2 separate regions of the Mus musculus genome follow, and region 2 is linked to region 1. Evidence: chromatin contacts called from public ChIA-PET data. All regions are on one chromosome and are shown on one strand. The core of a region is the stretch at or near the end of the contact, and the rest is flanking DNA. Distances in the headings are between cores, read along the strand shown.

What was found. ChIA-PET counts read pairs in DNA pulled down with a chosen protein or histone mark.
Region 2: an RNA polymerase II ChIA-PET map of memory CD8 T cells shows a contact between it and region 1, with 1,177 read pairs. The contact joins two enhancer-like sites. A contact is called at or near these places in 8 of 484 Hi-C or Micro-C datasets (CD4 T cells, CD8 T cells, cardiomyocytes and 4 more) and 4 of 115 datasets of contacts at active chromatin or transcription factors (CD8 T cells, effector CD8 T cells, heart atrium and 1 more).

What each region holds. Positions count from the first base shown.
Region 1 is chr10:98,682,069-98,685,988 of GRCm38.p6, reverse strand. No RefSeq gene overlaps it. Among named protein-coding and RNA genes, the nearest start is that of Gm40750, 120 kb to the left of the region's middle. Within about 2 kb of position 1,663, at least 156 of the 459 cell types and tissues checked have an H3K27ac peak or open chromatin away from gene starts, as enhancers often do. A contact at or near this core is called in CD8 T cells, effector CD8 T cells, memory CD8 T cells and 1 more, where this site is marked.
Region 2 is chr10:98,780,119-98,784,038 of GRCm38.p6, reverse strand. No RefSeq gene overlaps it. Among named protein-coding and RNA genes, the nearest start is that of Gm40750, 25 kb to the left of the region's middle. Within about 2 kb of position 1,993, at least 72 of the 459 cell types and tissues checked have an H3K27ac peak or open chromatin away from gene starts, as enhancers often do. A contact at or near this core is called in CD8 T cells, effector CD8 T cells, memory CD8 T cells and 1 more, where this site is marked.

The sequences.
Region 1 (3,920 bases), core at 414-2,913:
TACTAAGGACTGAGCCCAGGACCTTGGGCTTGCTAAGAAAGCACTTTGTTAACTGGGCGACCTCCCTGCAGTCATAAGGCCAGTATATGACCTAGAAAATTCGTGATCTTGTGCTTTACTGAATGACATGCTTTAGTGATTGGCACTTTCCCATTAAATAATTTATACAAGTGTTGCAGTTCTGCATTTTCCTAAGTCATATACTCAGATGTTAGTGATGAAAAGCTCTGAAATTCTTTGAAAGGGAACTTACTTGCAATCCCCACTTGCTTTGTAGACAAGAAAAAAAAAAGTCAATGGTAAATAATGTAACTTAGGGCCAGAAACCTGCTTCTCAGAGATTTCGTTTCCAAGATATTGACAGAATGCCTTCACACTCCTAAGCAAAGTTTAAAGATGACATTCCATCAAAGGCAGACTGTTTTCTTTTAAAAGCACCGCAAAAAAAGCCCACGTTGCCTTTTACAGACGAAGATAACAGCTTAACCAAGACAGAAAGTTGTGAGTGGTTGTTTATCGATGGCTATTGCTATTGTAGCAGGACACAGTGTCTACTAACCCCAGGCCTGTTCCAGGGAACTTTATGTTTTCTTCACCAAGAGAAAGCACAGAGCTGGTTCCCTGAATGTCAGGGCACCATCCTCTGCACGGAAAATGGAACAAAGAATCTTGTTTTTTTTTTTTTTTGTTTTGTTTTTTCCATGTGCTTCTGTCTCTTTGTAACTTTGCATTTGTGCCGTGTCCCCATTGTGACCCCATTGTCCTTTCTTTTGTATTTTTAAAAAAATTTAATCTCCCCGAGAGGCTATCAAGTTCTAATTGATTTCATAAGGCAGTGAAATAACAAAAAATGTTATTATTTTTTTTTTCTTGAGGGATTTGGAGCCCTGTAAAAAGTGCTTTCTGGTTTTGTGACCCCTTTCATTTCTATTTCGCCATTCAAAATATAAGAATAACAAAAAAAAGTTTCTTTGGAAGGTTATTAGTGGATTATACAAAATATGGTCTGAGAAAGTGCGAGTTTTTTTCCCGTCTCTAGAAATGCATGTTTTTTTGCACGTGCAATCTGCATTGCTTTAATCTCAGCTCTTGATGGCTCGTTGCTGAATATCTGCTCAGGTTTTCATTCTCCCCATCGATGCTCACTCTTAATGGAGTCTGTTTTTCGCTCTTACTCTGTATTCTATTTACCATTTTCTCCAAGAACGTTTTTCCAATTCCCTTTTGCTGGGGAATAAGTTAAAAGTGCCACAGAGTTCATTTAAGAAGCAATAAAGGAGTTAGTCAGCAAATGAAAGAATAGTAAAATAAAGAGACTCATTTAAACTGCTTACAATCTTGCAAAGAAAGATAAAAAACCAATTTGACAGATCATGGAATTTGAAGCAATAAAACTTGGAAGCTGCCACTCATATTAGCTTGGACCCCACCTAGAAGCCCTTTGGACGAGTGTGAATGGAATGTGCCCGTTGACTCAATCCGGGCGGGCGAGCGTGAGGGACTTTTAGTGTGTCTCTTCCTGTACTTTGCTGATTTCCCTGGGACATTCGCTTAGGAGGGCAAGCTGGATTCTATGGTAACCAGAGAACTACACTGACCCTGTTGCCAGGAAAGGTATGAAACACAAAACCAAAACAAAGCAGGCAGGAAGGAAGGGGCTTCCCCCTACGGCTGACTCGAGAGATGTCAGAGGAAACATAAAAACACAACTGTGAAGCGCCAGCACAGTGTTTTCATATTTATAGAGAAGTGACTCGGGTAAAGCAAGAACTAGTATATGGTAAAAACAGCCGGTCCCCTCCCTCAGCACGGAGGGCTGTTTTTTATCCCACAAGCAAACATTTCCATGCCACTGTTGAATAGCTAGGATTTATGGAGAACTGATTTTATCCTAGGGACTTCTGTTTAATTCACAGTCCCCTTTAAAGGTAATCTTCATTTTGTCTTCTAGGTTCATCTGAATTCAATTTAGTTAATTAATCTCAGTATCGCCATACAAAGACCGGTAGTGGTCCATCCGCAGCTTGGTCCAGAGAAATCTCTTTGATAGCTCTTTAAATACTTGCAATTGTGCAACAAATAGCAGTAGTACTCCGTATCTGTTGGCTTGTGGAATGAGGTTAGGAGCATGCTCTGTTCACTGGTCCAACCCAGGAACCTAGTTCAATTCCTGACCCGTTGTACCTAAAGAGACATCTGTAGAATGGCTGACATTTCAGGAGTCTGGGCTTCAGGGAAGTGGTTCCTTTTCCATTGTTTCTAACTTGTAGCAGCAAGGCCAGAGGTCTGTCACTAGCTACTGCCTGGGAGGTTGTTTTTGCCAAGAATTTGGAGTACATAGACACGCCCACTTTTGGCTATCAATCACAATCCAGTATTTTAAAAGAGAGAAATCAAGTTTTCGTTCCATTTTAAGAGGTTGCCTAGGCACACACAGTCATGCAAATAGGTCATGTTAATTTTTGAAGTGACGACATTAAGAACCGGGCAGGACCAGTTTCCTAAGTTTTACCTGCATACTGGTTAGACAAAGATCCTTCAAATCTTCTATTCCATATTAAGTGTTCATAAAATTATTACTTTCTCTCCCTTTTCAGTTTAACAATGAGCTCTTTGTAGTCAACAGAATTCTCCTTTCTCCATCCTCCCACCTTAGATCCTAGTTTTCATTGCAAGAGCTTAAGGAATGCATGTTAAATGAGTTATAGTGCCATCATTTTTATGATGTTGGGCTGGGCAATGTTCTTCACTCTTTTGTATGTGACATTATAGTCTAGATTAGGCTGTAGTAACCACCTTAAACTTTCTTTTACATTCCTGGTCCCCTAAAGTGCTTCGCTTTGTACCATCACATAGGGATTACTGCCTTGTGATGATGGCATTAAATATCCAGGTTTCAGGGGTTCTAATAGCAAGAGATTAGAAGGAAGGCAAGCACAACTCAAGCTAAGAAAGCATTGGTCCAGAGTGTCGTTCACTTTACCTTAGCCGGCACTGGTCACACGATCACATTTTCACATAAAACCTCAGCAGACCATGGAAAGTGTAATCTCACATCTAACTCAAAGTGAAAGAGAAGTAGATATTAGGGAATATAAATGAAATCTATCATGGAGCAATCATCTTTGTCAGACTTTGTAAAGGGGGATGACAGAAAAAGCAATCTCAAAAAAGAAAAAAGATAGATTGTAAAGGGGAGAGAAAACGCCTAGCCTGACAGAGCTGAATCTTGTCAGAAAGCTCAATATGAACCCTTAAGGAAACCAATCCTGTCCTTTCAATGCCTCTGAGTACATTATACTCAAAGGTCATCAGGAAGTTGATTGTTCTCTGATAACTGCCCATCAAATTTGAATGACAAGCACAGTCCTTAGGTTTCTTGGGGTACCTAAGCCTCACACTTGAGCTATAATGACTCCTACTTTTGGCTTTAGGTGGGTATTAACAGAGAGATGAGAACAAGAAGCCAATGTGACATGGGACAGCATGACTACCCACTTCATTTTTTTCTGTCACCAACATTTCATACATTGCACTCTTTTCTAGTTGAGAAAGTTTTCTAGTGTCTACTCCCAGCCTCCACCAGCCTCAGGCTCATTTTCAGTAGGTAATTGTTCATAGATAGCTCAAAATGGGCAACTTAGGGCAACAAACTACAGTTTTCATAATGAGAGGTTTATTTAGGGAACTGCTAAAATACTGAAGTCAATCTCTACCTGATTGGTTTTGTTGTAAGCAAGTCAAGAGATTGGTTTTGAGTCTTTGGGTTGGTCCTTGGCAAGATCTGGTTAGTCATTTTCTTTCTAGAGTGTAGTTTCGAAGTCCCAGCAACATAGCTTCTGGCTAGCAGTCAATTAGTTCTGAATTTACTTTTAATCTTCAGCAAATTCTCCTTATGGACAAGCACAGGATGGATCTAT
Region 2 (3,920 bases), core at 744-3,243, 98 kb before region 1:
GATAAGACCAATCATAATGAGGTGGAGAAAATTGACATACCATCAATATCACTAAAGCTATCAGACTTACATATATTTTTTTGCTGCTGTTGCTGGACAACAATAGTTGTTACTATTTTGTACTATTTTGTACTATTTTGGCTTTGTAGCTCAGGCTAGCCTTCAATGTAGCCTGGGTTGATTCTGAACTCATGGTTTTCCTGCCTCAATTTTTTGAGGACTATCCCTAGCTTTTGTCCCCGCCGGCAAGAACACACTCAGGACAACCAGAATCTTCTGCAGCAAAGCTTTTATTGCTTACTTATCAGGAGGGAAGACCCGAACTGGGAAAATGGTGCTGCTTATATAGCCCGCAACGTGACGTTTCAGCACCTGATGTGGCGTGACAGCTCCTGATTCGTTACTCGCCCATCACCCCATTGCTACGCCGCGAGATGGGCAGTGACGAGGTGTGAGTTCACTCTTGCACTTGCACATAAGGCTTGTTTACTAGTTAGGCGCAGTGAAAGCCAGCGCCATCTTAGAATGGTGATTGCTCACGGCACGCACACGATTGTTCGCGGCACGGCTCTCCACAGAGGACTGAATTTACGTAAGTGGATTATTATACCTAGTATCCTTGGGTTTCTATTGCTGCAATGAAACATCATGACCAAAAAGCAACTTGGGGAAAAAAGGGTTTATTATACTTCTAGAGCATACTCCATCATTCGAGAAAGTCAGGAGATGAGCTCAAGAGGGAGTAGAACCTAGAAGCAGGAGCTGCTGCAGAGGCCATGGAGGAGTGCAGATTCCTGGTTTGCTTCACATAGATTACTCAGCCTGCTTTCTTCTAGAACCCAGATCTACCAGCCCAGGGAATGGCACCACTCACAATGGATTGGGCCCTCCCGCATTGATCAATGATTGAGAAAATGCCTTATAGCTGGATCTCATGGAGTCATTTCCTCAACTGAGGCTCCCTCCTCTCTGATGAATCTAACTTGTGTCAAGTTGACACACAAAAGCAGCCAGTACACCTAGCTTTTCCATTTTGAAAATCATGTTTTAATTAGTAGAACATCATCTGCATCTTTAAACGGGTTGGCTTATGCATCACCTGATGAAGTATCCACTCGCTTCCTGGAAGTTTGGTCAATTACAGCCTGGAATACAAAGAAGAAAGACTTTTCTTCAATGGTGTAGTAAGTTATGTATGACAAAGACAAAATAATAACAAACGATGATGGATTAAGATGTTCTTGGAGTGTAGAGGGAATCGGTCTAAAGACATGACTGAATTCTACAAAGTATTCAAAAAGTTCAAACCCATGGGAAGTGGTGGCAAAGTTGGTTGTCCTAGTGTTTTTTTTGTTTTATTTTGTTTTGTTTTTGCAAGGATTTGCATTGTTCATGAAGCAGCCATCCCTGAATTTTGATCCAGAACAGTGCTGTGAGCAAAGGAACCCAGCTGTCAGTAGCAATTTCAGAATGTAGTAAATAATTTACTTGCATTTCTCAGAAAAAAAGGCTAAGGGAACACATAACTCTCAAAATTTTCCTCATGGGGTATGTTGGTGGAGGAGGGATATGAAGGAGGGTTCATATTTCATATTTCACTGTAATATGGATAACATCCCTCAGCATAAAGAAAAAGCATGATAAAAAATCTCTTTCTTCGAATTCCATTTTTCTTTTTTATGAGGGACTGCCTCCATGGGCAGCCTCTTCCCTGAGCCATGTCTGCTGGCCCAGCTTGGGCTGATTTTACTTCCCCTGCCCAGTGTCTCCTCCCATTCCTCGTAATTGGCTTAGCATACTTTACAGCTCACTCTTCTGTTTCCTGCTGCCTGTGGTAGGAGGGGGGGGGGGGGCATTGTTCTTTGTTGGCTCTGATGGTTCCCTGTGTCAGAGCTTTGTTTTCTTTTGATGTCTTTCCTCAGGAGATAGAGGTGGAAACAGTTGTACAAAACCATAGTCAGAGGATGCTAGAACGACTCAGAAAGGGGTAGCTTCTGTCTTGCTCTGGAGGAGCAATGTGTCTGAAACCCTACCAGAGGCAAGTCTAGCTCAGGATGCTCTCCCCCTCCTTCTGAATGCTTCAGCTGTGTGGGAACTTTCTCTGTGTGTCTGCGGCTGCTCAGGAAATAGCCTTCAATTGTAGAAACACAGGGTCATGGTTTCATACACTTTGGATGTCATTCGAGAGACAGATTAAAGGCAAGAATATGCACTATCTACACACTGTCTACTATCTCTTAGATACTATCTCTTCTATCTACTTTAATGTTATGCAGCATGGCAGATTTGAGGACTTTCCTTCTTTCCATCTTGTTTGTTTGTTCTTAGCCTCATCCAGGGAAAAGGATATGAGACTTTTTCATATTAATACTCAGGACCATGTATGTACCTATGACAAGAAACCCTTATTGATCACCAAAATGTTACATTTCCTTAAATCCATCCAGTGAATAAATAGGCATGAGTATGAGTATGTTGTCAAATAGTTAACAAGGCTCTACTTCAGTGTTAGATGACGAAATGTATATGTGGTTTTGTTAATGACATGGAGCACAGAAAATAATTTAATTGGTATCATAAAGGTCCCATCTACGTCCTTTTCCACCAAATTCATCTCCGAATCAGAAATGCTAATAAGCTGGAAATGGGTGGATGTGCGCTTTCGCCAACTCTTGTTTCCTTGCTCCCATAGCAGAAACCGATGGCTCAAACTCCTGCAGACGATTCATTCTAATTTTTTTATTGAATGAAAATGAAATCTGCCTGAATCAGAGCACAGACTGATGCAAGGACCACAGCGTGTGCTGTTCTTTATAAGCTGTGTATCTGGTCTCGGCATAATCATAGAGTGGCTAGCGATGATTCATCTAGAAGACCTATTTAAGGAAGGAAGAAAAGTCCCGGGCTTGAGAATGACCCTAATCAGGTGCTGACAATTGTGTGTTGAAAGTTCTATGTAAAGCCCAACTTTCCAACCACAAAAAGGGGCATGTTTTTGTTCAACATTTTGGAGTGTAGAAATTAAGGGAAAGCTGATCTAAGATGAAAGGCCTAGAAATAGTTTTAGCTTTCATGGTTGACACAGGAAAAAAAAATCTATTGAGCAGATTAAACAAATAAATGTCAAGTCATGTGTTTAACTTGAATTCTCATGAGGATTTGTAGTATTTGTCAGATGATTCTAAAGTTTATTTCTGATATTAGATAGATAGGCCAGGTCATAAGGCCTCAACTGAAGAGCCCCATCAGATTCTGCACAGGTAATGCTTTCTGCATTTCCCGTGCATCCACATATTTTAATCCCTTGGGTATTTCTTGCTTTTTTTTTTTTCCTCATTGTGGTTGTTTAACAACATATGACTATTTCTTTTCTTTTGCTAGGCATTGTGTTAAGCTTGGGGATATAAAATATGTCTCCCTTCCTTAAGTTTCTAAGACAAGAAAATGGACTTCAATTGTACAGTGCCCCTAAGTGCTGAGACAAAAATAAACCCAGATGCTAATTGAGACTGAGAAATCTCTGAAGGCTTCCAGGAAGGACTGGCTCATGGGCTGAGCTTTTAAAAAGTAATGTATTTACTGAGATGAAGGAGAGGCTGAGAATGTGGTTGATAAATGTGTAGATTCAACATCCAGGCAATCTGGTTCTCTCAAGCCTCGGGTGTGTCCATGACTGCACATAACCTTAGGCAAGTTACTCAACCTCTCGGTCTCTCAATTTCCTCCAACGGTGCTATCCTTGATCCTTTCTAAGGTTGAGAGGACAAAAACAGGAGTCTACATTTTGAAGGAATCTGAACAGTATTTGTGTCTCATAAAAGTGTTATATAAGTGTGATGGGGAAGGAAAGGGGGAGGTGATAAGTATTCTAGAAAGGAAATACAGCTTGGTCAGTGGTCCCATAGGACATGCATGACACA